Regions from separate parts of the Mus musculus genome. Here regions 2 and 3 are each linked to region 1. Evidence: chromatin contacts called from public Hi-C and HiChIP or PLAC-seq data. All regions are on one chromosome and are shown on one strand. Each heading gives the region's core, a stretch centred on a gene start, on an enhancer-like site or on the middle of the called end of the contact. The rest is flanking DNA. Distances are from core to core; before and after follow the strand shown. Region 1 overlaps Tmpo (thymopoietin). Region 2 has its middle 51 kb from the start of 4930534H03Rik. Region 3 has its middle 21 kb from the start of 4930534H03Rik.

What was found. Hi-C and Micro-C count contacts between places; a contact is called where the count stands out from the background. HiChIP or PLAC-seq counts read pairs in DNA pulled down with a chosen protein or histone mark.
Region 2: a Hi-C map of Th1 cells shows a contact between it and region 1, with 5 times the contacts expected there. The contact joins two enhancer-like sites. A contact is called at or near these places in 1 of 39 promoter capture datasets (the C10 cell line), 13 of 484 Hi-C or Micro-C datasets (the Ba/F3 cell line, CD4 T cells, the N1E-115 cell line and 9 more), 1 of 115 datasets of contacts at active chromatin or transcription factors (the SCID.adh cell line) and 2 of 9 other capture datasets (adipose tissue and liver).
Region 3: a contact with region 1 is called in a KLF4 HiChIP or PLAC-seq map of embryonic fibroblasts, with 17 read pairs. The contact joins two enhancer-like sites. A contact is called at or near these places in 7 of 39 promoter capture datasets (the 3T3-L1 cell line, the HPC-7 cell line, frontonasal cranial neural crest and 3 more), 1 of 15 datasets of contacts at CTCF or cohesin (the NIH/3T3 cell line), 77 of 484 Hi-C or Micro-C datasets (the AML12 cell line, B cells, the Ba/F3 cell line and 50 more), 15 of 115 datasets of contacts at active chromatin or transcription factors (bone marrow-derived dendritic cells, bone marrow-derived macrophages, cardiomyocytes and 9 more) and 4 of 9 other capture datasets (adipose tissue, embryonic stem cells, liver and 1 more).

What each region holds. Positions count from the first base shown.
Region 1 is chr10:91,156,303-91,160,632 of GRCm38.p6, forward strand. Tmpo (thymopoietin) reads right to left here. Exons shown (of 4, transcript NM_011605.3): 4 at 4,115-4,330. Among named protein-coding and RNA genes, the nearest start is that of Tmpo, 13 kb to the right of the region's middle. Within about 2 kb of position 2,304, at least 99 of the 459 cell types and tissues checked have an H3K27ac peak or open chromatin away from gene starts, as enhancers often do. A contact at or near this core is called in the C2C12 cell line, the C3H10T1/2 cell line, Th1 cells and 11 more, where this site is marked.
Region 2 is chr10:91,269,087-91,273,416 of GRCm38.p6, forward strand. No RefSeq gene overlaps it. Among named protein-coding and RNA genes, the nearest start is that of 4930534H03Rik, 51 kb to the left of the region's middle. Within about 2 kb of position 1,750, at least 110 of the 459 cell types and tissues checked have an H3K27ac peak or open chromatin away from gene starts, as enhancers often do. A contact at or near this core is called in Th1 cells, adipose tissue, double positive thymocytes and 2 more, where this site is marked.
Region 3 is chr10:91,239,601-91,243,930 of GRCm38.p6, forward strand. No RefSeq gene overlaps it. Among named protein-coding and RNA genes, the nearest start is that of 4930534H03Rik, 21 kb to the left of the region's middle. Within about 2 kb of position 1,856, at least 127 of the 459 cell types and tissues checked have an H3K27ac peak or open chromatin away from gene starts, as enhancers often do. A contact at or near this core is called in the C2C12 cell line, the C3H10T1/2 cell line, adipose tissue and 7 more, where this site is marked.

The DNA.
Region 1 (4,330 bases), core at 1,054-3,553:
GTGTTATTTTGAAACACATAAAATGCAGGAAAACTACAATTAGAAGGACCAAGACGCTCAGCACGAGACACGCGTGAGAACCCAGGTTTACAGGCTGGATTTGTAAGCTTGAGATGTTATCACATGCTCACAAACTCTCCTCCTTAGGGACAGAGGAGAGAAAGGACACAAAGGGAGGAAGCAGACTCTAGACTCCACCTATCTGGCTGTGAATCAGCCCAGTAGAAAAGCAACTGTACAGCCTGCAGCAGGCTTGGGTATGGTGGGGGTAATGACTGTATTCAGTGATCAGGAATGTAAAAATCATACGTAAGTCAGGCAGTGGTGGTACATGCCTCTAATCCCAGTGCTCAGGAGATAAGAGACAGAGGCAGGGGATCACTGTAAGTTCAAGGCTAGCCGGTTCTACAGAGTAAATTCCAGGACAGCCAAGACTATATCGAAAAATCCTGTCTCAAAAACACAACAAAACAAAACAGCATAAAAAAATTTATTGGGGCTGGAGAGATGGCTCAGCAGTTGAGCACTGACTGCTCTTCCGAAGGTCCTGAGTTCAAGTTCCAGCAACCACATGGTGGCTCACAACCATCCGTAATGAGATCTGGCGTCCTATTCTGGAGTGTCTGAGGACAGCTACAGTGTACTTATATATAATAAATTAATAAATCTCTAAAAAATATAAATTGTTTTTAAAAAAAATTGTTATCCAGTGTGGTTTTACACACCTTTAATCCCAGAATTTGGATCAGTGAGTTTGAGCCAACCTGGTCTACAGAGCAAGTTCTCAGACTAGCCAAGGCTACACAGAGAAACCGCATCTCAAATCCAGTTTTTCCTAGCTGTTTTATTTGAACTTAACTTTAAGGCAGCTAAGGATCTTACCCAGGAACATGAGGTAATCAGTCACAGATATCAAATCACATGGTGAGAAGTCATCACTTTGTGACTATAATAAAGTCACGGGTTTAGGCAGTATTATTCACAGCTGTTAAAATCCTTAACTGAAAAGACCAACAGCTGAACTATTAATTAATTTTAATAGTTTTGAAGGAAATTCATATTTCCTGAAATGATCAGTAGGAAGGCTACAACATCATTTATGAAGTATTCTTTTCAAAGAAACTGAACCCAAACCCAGACCAACCCTTTAGGGCTAAGCTGTCCAATACAGTAGTCACCAGCTCCATAGTTCTATTTAAATAGATAGGAGTCCATAGTCTAACTCTAACAGTTAAAACGAGACTACTCCAGAACTGACAAACATTTTTATTGTGACTACAAAAGGAAAAAAGGCCCAAGTCTCTGCACTGCCACATGCAGGTCTAGCCCCAGTATGCCAGATTACACAGGGTATCAAGAAACAGATAAAACCCTTGAAAACCACCTGCCACCTGCAGCAAGCAGGAAATACCGACATGGTTAACTACGGTCGCCAAACGGAGGACGGAGAAACAGCCACGGTGGGAATTAGTATAGACGTATTGTTCAGACTCAACTTAATTATGCAGTAAACCATTTTTTGGCCAGGATTGGTGGTACACTCCTGTAGTCCTGTAAAGGGTCAGGAGAACAGGACCCTGCCTCTCCCCTCCGATCACACGGAAGGAAGGAAGCAGGACCTGTCGGTGCACAACTGGGATCCCATCTCTGTAATCCCATCTCTCAGGAAGCAGAAAGCTCTACAAGTTAGAGACCAGCCTGGTCAGGCAGGCCAGGGCTTCATTGTGAAGTACTGTTTCAAAAACACCACAGAAACCAGAGGCAGACAGAACATGGAAAAGATAGATGAACAACAAACTGACACATTTTCAAGCTAACGAGTAAAGATGAGGAAAAGAACCTAGGGTGTGGAGGCTAAATCAGAGCCAGTCATTTCCCTCTGTAAAAGAAGGTCTTTATTGATGCCTATGCTCATTCTCTCCCCAGTTTTCTTTTGAAAACTCTACCTTGCCCTTCCTGTCCCATCCCCCCAAAAGAGGAAATTGTCATTTTAAATAATGTACCATACTAGCTAGCTTCAGAGTGTTAAGAAGCTACAAATAAAGGAAATTCAACTGAGAAATCTAGACACAAATGAAACTTTCCCGAGCTTTCAAAGTTGCATCAAAAAGGGTGCATTTTATCTTCTAAAGCAATCATCTCAAGAGGAAGAAGCAGGAGGGTGGAAGGCTGGCCTGCCATACCCGAGACCCCAGGTTCAAAACTGCTGCGCCCAAATCAGAAACAGGCAGCATGACTAATGCTAGACTACTTAAATCCAATAAACAACGGAGGCTATGCTGATGACACATCTCACAAAGTATGTGCCCCACACCACTCAACCATGAATCCAGTCAGTGGGGTGAGCAGGCTGCACGGCGTGTGTGCACCAAAGGTCAAGACATGGGGTGGATGATACTAGTCAGATGACACACCTGGACACGGGGATCATAAAACTACAAATACCTGATTGTGCTCAGTCCTTCTCTGCTTCAGTGTGACTGGCGTCTTGGCTCTGCCCTTTAGCGGCTCCCTCTTCTCAAGCTTCAGCTCTATTTTAGAGTCTGGAAATAACATCGAGGAAATCATTATTCATTGGAACGCTGGAGTCACGTTTTTACTAACAGTACTGGTCGTAGGCACATTAGTACATGTGACGATCTGTTTAATTTTAATACCTCACCAGAGAAAAAGATGTTTAGTAAGATTTATCTTAAACCCTTTCATAGAAAACAGAACAGGCTGAACATACACTCTTATAAACTTAGTTCCTCCCCCCTTTTTAAAAAAATATCCAGTACCAGTGTTTAATCTGGCTACTTCTCCCTACTTACTCTTTTCCATTCTCCCCACCCCTAGACTGGGATTTTAACTGGGATTAAAGGGTTTTCAAGCTGGCTGACCCTGGGGAGGCATTTTCATTAAAAACCAAGGCAAACTTGGAAGTGACAACCATTCTGTCCTTGTAATACATTACTGCTGTATGACAAAGGTTACCTATTAAAATATCACAAGAGGGAGAATTTTAAAAGTGGAAAAGATTGTGTGACACCAACCACTTAATAATTAACGGTAACTTCCAATGATGTGACCGCACTGCTTTAATGTTAATGATGACTCTCCTTAATTACGGGCTCTAGTTCAGTAGCAGACCATATGTAGGCTCCATCCCTAGCACCAAAATAATAAATGAAATTATAAAGTCTCTTACAGTTATTAACCCAATAGTGTAAACATTAAAAAATAAAAATTAAAAAAAAAAAGGCTGAGTATTCTAATTCTTTTAACCTTGGCCTTATCGTAATTCGAAGACCTATACAGACTCTTAAAAAAAGTAGAACTTCCCATCAGCGTGAACATCTGTAACCCCAGCCCCTGGAGCTGCAGGCACCAGAGGACCTCTAGTCCAAGGCTAGCACATCCTACAAAGTGGGACTGTCTCAACAAAACAGGAACTGTTTTCTACTTTTGTGGTCATTTACCATAGCAAGACAGGTCTAGAAATTGGCTTTCTTAGCAAAGAAACAAGAGAGTCAATTCCTAAGGCTTAATTTTATACAAGCTTAATGAAGCAATGCTTCAAACCGATCAAGAGAACTCTGTGACTTTGCTGGCCTTCCAGTCTAACCCTAGTTAATCATATATACCTGCCATTCTCCCTCCCTCTGGATAGTGATTTTTAACTAAAATAGTTCAAACAGGTCAATGAAGACCAAGCAACCAACTCCATCCCCAACACTGTCACCAGATCTATGACTGTCATCTGCATTTGGTATACTCCTCTGCATTATAAAAGCTACTTTTGTTCTTGCTTAACTCAGAAGAATCTAAGAAACCTCAGACAACATAGAGCAAAGTAAATAAATAAATACCTATTAGCAAGGAGAAACTGATTGATTAGACAAACTATGTGGCTACAAATTAAGTTCTTGTCCAAATTTAGATTTTACAGACAATTAAATACATAGTCCTTAAATAGTGAGGAGGACATGTGGTAAGTAGAATATTCCCTGTCACTACTGGGATGTTTCCATGAGGAAATGGCAAAGGCATGTTCATCCACATATATTCAGCTTGTTCAAACTCCAAGAATAAAGCACACATAAAACATGTTTCTGGAGACCACACAAAACTGTTCAAATTTAACAACTTTATTGAATTTGTAGAAGCATTCTACAGGCATACATTGCTTTAAAAAAAAAAATCACACAGCACTTCACAGGTACATGTATACATGTACATTTTAAAGACAAGTAACAGGGCTGTAGCGATGGACTGTGCAGCCTAAGAACATGGTAGTGGTAGACATGGACACCGAGACCGTATTTGATTGTGCCTGAGACTGTTTTCC
Region 2 (4,330 bases), core at 500-2,999, 110 kb after region 1:
TGTGTGTGTGTTTGCTAGAGGACAGTGTTGTTGCTTATAAGCCACAAGTCTTGGTTTTGTGTTTGTTTTGTTTTTTGAGACAGGGTCCCTCGCTGGCCTGGATCTAGCTCGTCCCTGCCTCTCCAGAGCTGGGAACGCAAGCTTGGGCTTGTGTTTCTGGAGATTAAACTCAAATCTCTCACAGTTAGGAGGCACTTTTTGGACTGAGCCATCTCCTTATCCTACTAGAATCATCTGGATTGTTCTCTCAACTCTGAGGCCTGTGTGTAGGGTTTTTCTTTTATACCATTCTTGATCTTAGAAAACCTGTGGACTAGTGAGACAACCAGTTGTTGTAGTGAGTGGTCAGGCAGGTGTACAAGAGGCAAGAGAAGCAGCCAGGGGAGAGATTTCTTCTCCTGCCTCAGGGGCCAGTGGGGGTTAGCCCTGACCTCTTTAGGGTTAGCATGGTAGACATTTCAAATTGTTTTCAAAAACAAGATGAGGGCTGGAGAGATGACTTAGTGGTTAAGAATATGTATTATTCTTCCCAAGGACCTGAGTTTGATTCCCAGCACTTACCTTGGGTAGTTCACAGCCATCTGTAACTCCTGCTCCTAGGAAAACTGACTCCTCTGGCCTCTGTGGGCACGCTTACATGCATACACCTACCCACACACACAATTTTAAAAATAATAAAAAATCCTAAAAAGACGAATATAAAAATCTGAATACACACACACACACACACACACACACACACACACACACGCACACGCACACGCACACACACACACCATCATCATCGCAATTACTTCTAGTTTTGGACTTAGCATGGTAAATGAAGAGCTTATTTAAATATTTTTCACAAGAATTTCTCACTGTTTTTCCTATCTCCCAAATTGCTACTTTTTTTTTTTTTTTTTTTTTTTTAAAGACTATCAATTTCTTGGCGGTGGTGGCACCAGCTTTTAGTCCTAGCACTTGAGAGGCAGAGGCAGGCGAAGTTTGAGGTCAGCTTGGTCTACAGAGTGAGTTCCAAGGCAGCCAGGGCTGAGCTGCACTGAGGAACCCTGCCTTGAAAAACCAAAAGACTATAAATTTCTCTCTGGTAAGTAGTTTTCAAGGTGACCATGCAGGGACAAGGGTCTTAATAGCTTCGGATGGGGTTGAAGGCCTGTGGTGGAAGTGCTGTGAGCTAGCAGGAAGAGGAGACAGCCAAGGCCAAGCGTGGGGGTGGGGGAGAGTGGGCGAGCGTGTGTGTGTGTGTGTGTGTGTGTGTGTGTGTGTGTGTGCCTAGGAGGGACCTGGTGCAAGCAGGAGACCCCGCCCACATCTGGAGGCCCCAGGCAGGATCCTCTTGGCACTTGGTGTAAAAGGCAGAGGCCCCACTGCTATTTTTTCGGTGAGCGAGCCTGGTGAGGGAGGCTCCCCCGTGCGCCACCTGCAGGCAGGAAGTCCGCAGGACCTAGAGAGGAGACCTACGGGCTTTACGTGAGATATGGGGAGGTCTCTGACATCTCAGGCTCCCTTTCCCTGTCGGTAAAATGACAGCCCCGTTTCATGTTAATCCAAAATGGATTTGTTTGTCAACTGTAAAGTATATTTCACACCATCATGCATTTATTCCACATCATGTGGCATGTTCTGAAGTTGTATAAAACCAGGAAGAAGCCAGGCAGGTCACAAAAATGCAGAACAAAGGGAGGTTCAGACTGAAATCAAATAAGGATGTGGAGAGCTTGTGCCTGTTGTTCTCTCCGGGGCCCCACAGCCTGAGGTTACATGACAGCTGGGCTGTAGTGGTGCCTGCCTTTAGATCCTATCACCTGGGTGGCTCTGGTCTCAAAAACAAAACAAAACAACAACAAACCAACCAACCAACCAAACAAACAAAAAGGAAAAGAAGACCATAGGTTTATGTTAGTTCATGTCGGTGTGACAGTACTTATCTTTTTTTCTCTTCCTCCCTTTATCCTCATCTCCCTTCCTCCAACCCCCCTTCCCTCCCGCCTCCCCTCCCATACTTATCCATTCTGTGACGATCATGATGCTAGCACATTGTGAAGGCTTACCAAACAAACCTTAATAACTGTTCCAACACACATCTGTTAATTTTATGCTTAATCAATTCACTTCACTTAATTCCAACTCAGTTAAATTAAATTTGGTTCAAAAAACAATTTTTGAGCGTTTGTCAGGTGCCAGGGGTCCAAGGACAGCCAAGAAACTGACTTGTCCCGTTAGTGCTTCACTGTGCTGTCATTCCCGCATCTGGCCACTTGGTGGCAGTGTGTCACAGAAAATGCTTATTTGTGGGGCTGGTTGTGTGGCGCCTCCCCCAGGCCTAAGGCTCCGAGATTGTTGCTCCTTGCTTGGATTTGTTTAATACACACTTCCAAATTGAACAGACAGCTGGTATTATAGCCATGCGTGTGCCGTGTATGTGCTTAATTATACTGTGGAATTAAATTCAAAAGGGTGAGAATGTGGTTACATGTGTATGCTTCCAAAGTCTGTGTGGAGTTCACAGCTTTTGCCTGGGGCTCAGTCAGTGACAGGGACGCCACAGAGAAAGCCGAGGGAAGCCTCAAACCCAGCGGCAGGTGGTTATCAGCAGGCAATAGTGAGAATTTGCTTCCCCAGGCCACCTGAGGTTCCCTTTCCCACCGCCTGCTGCCTTGGTTCAGCTGCCCAGCCTCGATTCATTTCCTCTGCTTCAAGACGGCTGGGCCATTAGGGAGCCCAGAATCATGACCTTCGTCTTCACACCTCCCAGGATCTCTGACTTTTCTCTGTCTGCTGAAGTCACCCTGAAAACCTGTACTTGCAATGCAGGGCATGTTCCTCCGGAAAGTCATTCATTTGCTAGTTTCAGCGTTAATGACATCTAGGGATGTTTTTCATAGTGAAATCTCAGGTTCAGGAAAGGCCAATGGGAAAAATCACAATAGCAGAAAGATCTCAAGGTTCTTCCCCACAGCATCGTCAGCAGTCCGGGATGGGGCGGGGGTATTTGTCGGTGCAGGACAGACCCTTGTTGGGCACTCATTGCTTTCCACCAGGCTCTTTCCTTCCCAAGGAACGTCAAAGGGGAATCACTTACAAATTTCTCATTCTCGTTGAGTTGAATTTGCTTCCTGTAGGTTTCAACGGTTGTTCCTTATTCTTTCTTCTAGAGACATACAGGCAGCACCATAGGTCTTGTTAAATTATTGTACAACCTGAGCCTATCTGTCTGAGGAGGGCCAGAGACTCTGCGTCTCTAACAGGCTCCCAGAGAATATTCATGCCCCTACTGGGTCAGGAGCTACACTGTGAAGGTCCTGGAAGAAAATTCTTTGAGGTTTGAAATGGTTCCTGGCCGGGAATTCTGGCATTAGCCGCTAGCTCTGTGACTGTGGAGAACTTATTCACATTCCAGTGTGTGAAATAGAGATTCACATGTTTGGAGAATTCAGTGAAATTGTGACATGTCAGCTCAGAATGCCTTCCAGAGCCTCCCTACGCCGGCTTAAACCACTGCGGCTGACTTTTCTTGCTTAAGAGGAAATCTTGAGGTGAGGGGCTGCTGGCATTGCTTAGCTGCTCCATGATGCAATCAAAGATCCAAGGTACATAGATGCACACATACATATATGTATATATGCATATATATACATACATATACATATTTGTATACACATACACACATTTATTTGTATATACACATATACATACACATATAAATATTTGTACATACATATACACATACATATATTTGTATATACATATATACATAAATATACACATATTTGTATATACATATGCACACATATACATACATAAACACATAATGTTTGTATATACATACATAATACACACATATGTATTGTGTCCCTCATTCCTAGTGTGCTGATTTTTATTCTCAGGCTGTGACCAACCACATAATCAAAGTGACTTTCACAGATCCAAGTAACGGAAGTATTTGTAATGATCAGCTTGGAATTCTTCTTTGTGTCTCTCTGTTTCCTCCTCCTCTTCCTCCTGCTCCTCCTCCTCCTCTTCCTCTCCACCTCCTCCTCTTCCTCCTCCTCCTTCTTTTTGGTACAGTGCTGAAAACTGAACTCAGTACCTCATGCCAGGCAAGGTCTCTTTCACTGAGTCGCATCCTCAGTCAAGGTCTGAGTCTCTATCATGGGAACAAGAACTATGTTCTAGGAATGCCTCTTAACCCACAAGAGACATCCCCTCTCATATCTCAATGGCCAGAGCTGGGTCTTATAACTACGCTTAAGAAATCCTGGTATCGGCCGGGCGGTGGTGGCTCATACCTTTGATCCCAGCACTCGGGAGGCAGAGGCAGGCGGAT
Region 3 (4,330 bases), core at 606-3,105, 83 kb after region 1:
CATAAGTGTTTAGAACGCAGTTAGGAACCCTGCTGGCTCAGGAATGATAATTGATGCATGTTCTTCATCCAATCATCTTGTTAGGAGAAATTTGGGATCCTCCTGTAGCTGCCAGATGATCCAGAGAAATTGGGGTTCCCCTCTTGGGTTCATAGTCTCATTAATAAAATAATTTAAGAAAATCCAGGGCAGGAAAGCTGTAAATCTCAGCAGCTGTCTGGAAGAGGAGAATGGAGAAGGAAAAAAGCCACATAGTCTGAGTTAAGTGGGCTTGGAGGGCTATATGGCAGCTGGCAACCATGTGGCAGGGAGGCGGCTTTAAGGAAAGATTGAGGGAGTCCAGAGTACCAGAAACAAACAAACAAACAAAACAAAAACCCCAAACCAACCAACCAAAAAACAAACAAACAAAACTCCTCAGACGTACTTAGGTTCTGGCCAGTATCAGAAAGAAGGATACAGGAAAACGAGAAAGGAAAACGTGGGACTCAGAAAGGTGAACCCACCTAAGAGATGTCATGGCCATTTGTAGGTACCACATGTACTCAGGAATATTTCAGGGAAGAAAAAGTGCATTATTTCATTAAGTGACTGGTTATTCAGCCTATCTCTAGCATGGCTTCAGGGGGCCTGGCCTTTCTAACGGGTGTCGCACCTTCCTGAGGGATGGTCCCTAAGCCAGGAAAGTTACTCCTGCCCAACTGGGATATTAGGTCTCTGCCCAGGCTGGAGATTTCATTCCTTTTGACCAGAAGGGCCCAGTTTTCCCTTCCTGGGACTTTACTGCTGCTGTGGTGGTCTGTTAGCAGTCACTTAGGCTGATTCCAGAACGTAGCCATTGGGAATAGGGCTGCGAGAAACACACACGTGTAGGTATCTCTGTCCAGTGTGGTCTCGGAAGCATTCAGCTGGGCCATGTGGTGATTCTATTCTTAGTTTCCCGAGGAATGGCCGGCTGTTGGGTTTCATGGTGACTGGTCGACTTTATCTTCTCATCAGCAGGGTCTAAGGGTCCCACCCCCATCCTCAGCAAAGCTTGTGACTTTCTTCAAAGCTAGATACTCACATTCTGACTGGTGTGAGATGGAATTTCAATGGAATTTCCTGATAGCTAAGGATATTGAACATGTTTTTTTTTTTTTTTTTTCCAAATTTATCAGTCATCGGGTAAGCCATCTTTTGAGAACCGTCTCCTTTAAAATTTTGAACTTTTAATTTTTCTGATTTCCCTTCCTCTGTCTTAAAATGCCAAATTTCCTTTTAGACGAGAAAAGCAAAATAAAGAAAAAGTGTATTTTGTGCTGAGTGTTTTTCTGTTCCTTTTTAGCATCTTGTACTTCCTGGGGCTGCTGCTTTGGGTTGCAGTGCTGCTTGAGCACCACGTGAATTATGAAACAAACACAGGCCTGTTCTTTGATGACTTTGGGTATGTGAAGGGGAGACCAAAGGACCAGGAAGAAAAACAAAGACCAAAGAGAATTGGAATGCCTAGCCAATCTGTCTGAAAGACATGACACTAGCTTTGGAAGCTTGCACGGCAACTTTAACAGGAGACGCTTGGGTGGTTGATTTCCAGTCTCTAAGGCACACACATCCCTTATGTTTAGGACCACCCTAAAGAGAAGGACTGGGCGACACTAGTGATTTCTTTCAACAAGGTAGTGTAGAGGACAGAGAGTGCTTGTCACCATGCTAAATCCCCCGTTCTCCACCCAAGCACAGGAACTGGCATTTAAACCTGTCTGGCCCTGAGTCCTATCTGGTTTGGTTATTCTGGAAGGGTTTCTGTGTTCACACCCTTTCAACTAGTAGGCTCCAGGCTGTTGATTTCACATTCTTGGGCATCCTTCCAGCACCTCGCCCTCCGTGCACATACTGTGCGTGCTTTCTTCACTGAGGGACTCCAGGCAGGAAATATTTATTTTGGGTGTCTGTCTGAATTAAATGCAAAACGCTATATGTAATTTCTGCTTAGGTTCTAATACCTGAGGGATTCCAAAGGATGTCAAGTGTGCGTCTCCTGGGACATTCCTTCTCGGGGTCGGGGGGGGGGAGGCATGTGGAGTCAAGGAAATTTAATAATTCTCCTGCTGCATTGGAGTCCAGCTGCCAGGGCTTAAGCTGAAGGGGCTGCTCTGATTTCACGGGTCCTGCCTCAGATGGGATTGTCTCATTGGTTTGGCAAGAGCCTGCTGGATTTAAAGTGAAATGGAGCCGTGGACCCTGGAGACAGAAAAGGAAATTGCAAATGACAGCTGCAGAGTTCAATAGCAACATCTGGTCCAGAGGCCTCATCCAGGACTCCTGGTATGTGAGGAACGGGATCCATTGGCATCTAGCTGAGAGAGACTCCAAGGCTTGGCTTGATTTTCTTGCTGGCCTTGCTATCTTGCGCTGGGCAAGACTTTTCTAAGCCACAGTCTGGTAGCTTGTAAACAGATGCATAATAGTACCTTTCAGTTTCCTTTTTTTTCCTTTCTCCTCTTTCAATTTCCTTTAAAAAAAAAACAAACTTTTTTTTTTTTAAAAGCAATTTGTTAGCTACATGGACTCTAGCATACACATTTTCTTACAGGGTTGAATTTCCTGCAGGAAAAAGGCCTAGGAAGCATTTGGGATTACTGAAGAAAAGAAAAAGGATTAAAGATAACACTACCAAAATAAAATTTCAAGCCAGGTGGTGGTGGTGGTACACGCCTTTAATCCCAGCACTTGGGAGGCAGGCAGATCTCCCCAGCCTGATCTACAGAGTGAATTCCAGGATGGCCAGGGCTACACAGAAAAACCCTTTCTCTCACTGTAAAAGTTGAGGCAGGAAGATCAGAGGCTTTCAAGGTCATCCTTAGCTACATGGTAGCATACTGTAGCCCAGGCTGGACTGGACTGGAGTAGGGAGTTCATATAGCAACTCATTTTAAAGAAGAAACCAATGGTATGCAGTAAGGGCTATGCTACCAGACTCACCCAGAAGCCAATGCTACTGAAATTGCCCTCTCCTCCCCCACCCTCTGTCCTCCACCCCAAACAGGAAGGTTTATTGTGTGACTGGCCACTAGCAGGGCTCAATCTGCCTTTCAGATCCACTGGTTGTGTATGTGTGTGTGTGTGTGTGTGTGTGTGAAGATTTGTGGGAAGGAAGAGGGGGAAGAAGTGGGTACATATTTCCGCATATTTCCTTTCTTGGGCATTATATTCTGAGTTCACAGAATTTTCGTTCGAATTTTGAAGAAGTTGGGGTTATTAAGAAACAGAGAGTGGCAAGGGGAGGGTGTGGTTTTCTCAAGAGTAAGCTGCCCTGCTGGGCTTCGGAGTGACTGCTAGCTTCTTTTATGGGTGCATTTAATGGAAGGGAGCGCTATTCATGAGTTAACACAGGGGAGGGAATTCCAGAACCCAGTTGGGGTTTTCCAAGGGAAAACTTTACTCCTTTTCTCTTTCCTGATGTGGAGATTTTGGACGTGCAGGGCATCAGATGGAGCAGGCAGTTCTGCAAAGCTGATCATGATGTGCCAGCACGATGAAACGAAGGTGCTGTGTTGGTTCTCTCTAGTCCTGAGTTGTCTTGTGTCTTTCTCGTTTGAATGCTGCTATCATGTCTTCCTGTAAAACAGACGTGAACAGCCCTGATGGCAGTAGCTCTTGCCACCATGCATGCTGTCCCTCATCCCAGCACCTATCAAGTCTACCTCATTTCCTGCCTCAGACATCTCCATGCTTTATTCTTAAGGGGTTGAAGCGGGGGTGAAGGCCCATTGTTCATAGCTATTTCTAGCTGATGATGGGTTATTGATCCTGTATGGGATCAGGGGGTGAGGGACACTGCAGGTGACTTTGAAGTGGTTATGTGTCTTAGTCAGGGTTTCCATTGCTGCACAAAAGCATCATGACCAAGAAGCAAGTCGGGGAGGAAAGGGTTCACTCAGCTTACACTTCCACATTGCTGCTCATCACTAAAGGAAGTCAGGACTAGAACTCAAGCAGGGCAGGAACCTGGAGGCAGGAGCTGATGCAGAGGCCATGGAGGGCGTGCTGCTTACTGGGTTGCTTCCTCTGGCTTGCTCAGCTTGGCTTCTTATAGAACCCAGGACCACCAGCCCAGGGACGACACCACTCACAGTGGTCTGGGCCCTCCTCATCCTTGATCAGTAATTTAAGAAAATGCCTTACAACTGGATCTCCTTTCTCTGTGATAACTCCAGCTTGTGTCAAGTTGACGCACAAAACCAGCCAGGACAGTATGAGTTGGAAAGCTTGCACTTGCTTTAGCATGGGACGCTGAAATCCCGTGCAGGAGATTTTGAGTTTTCGACATTATCGACTTGTATCGACT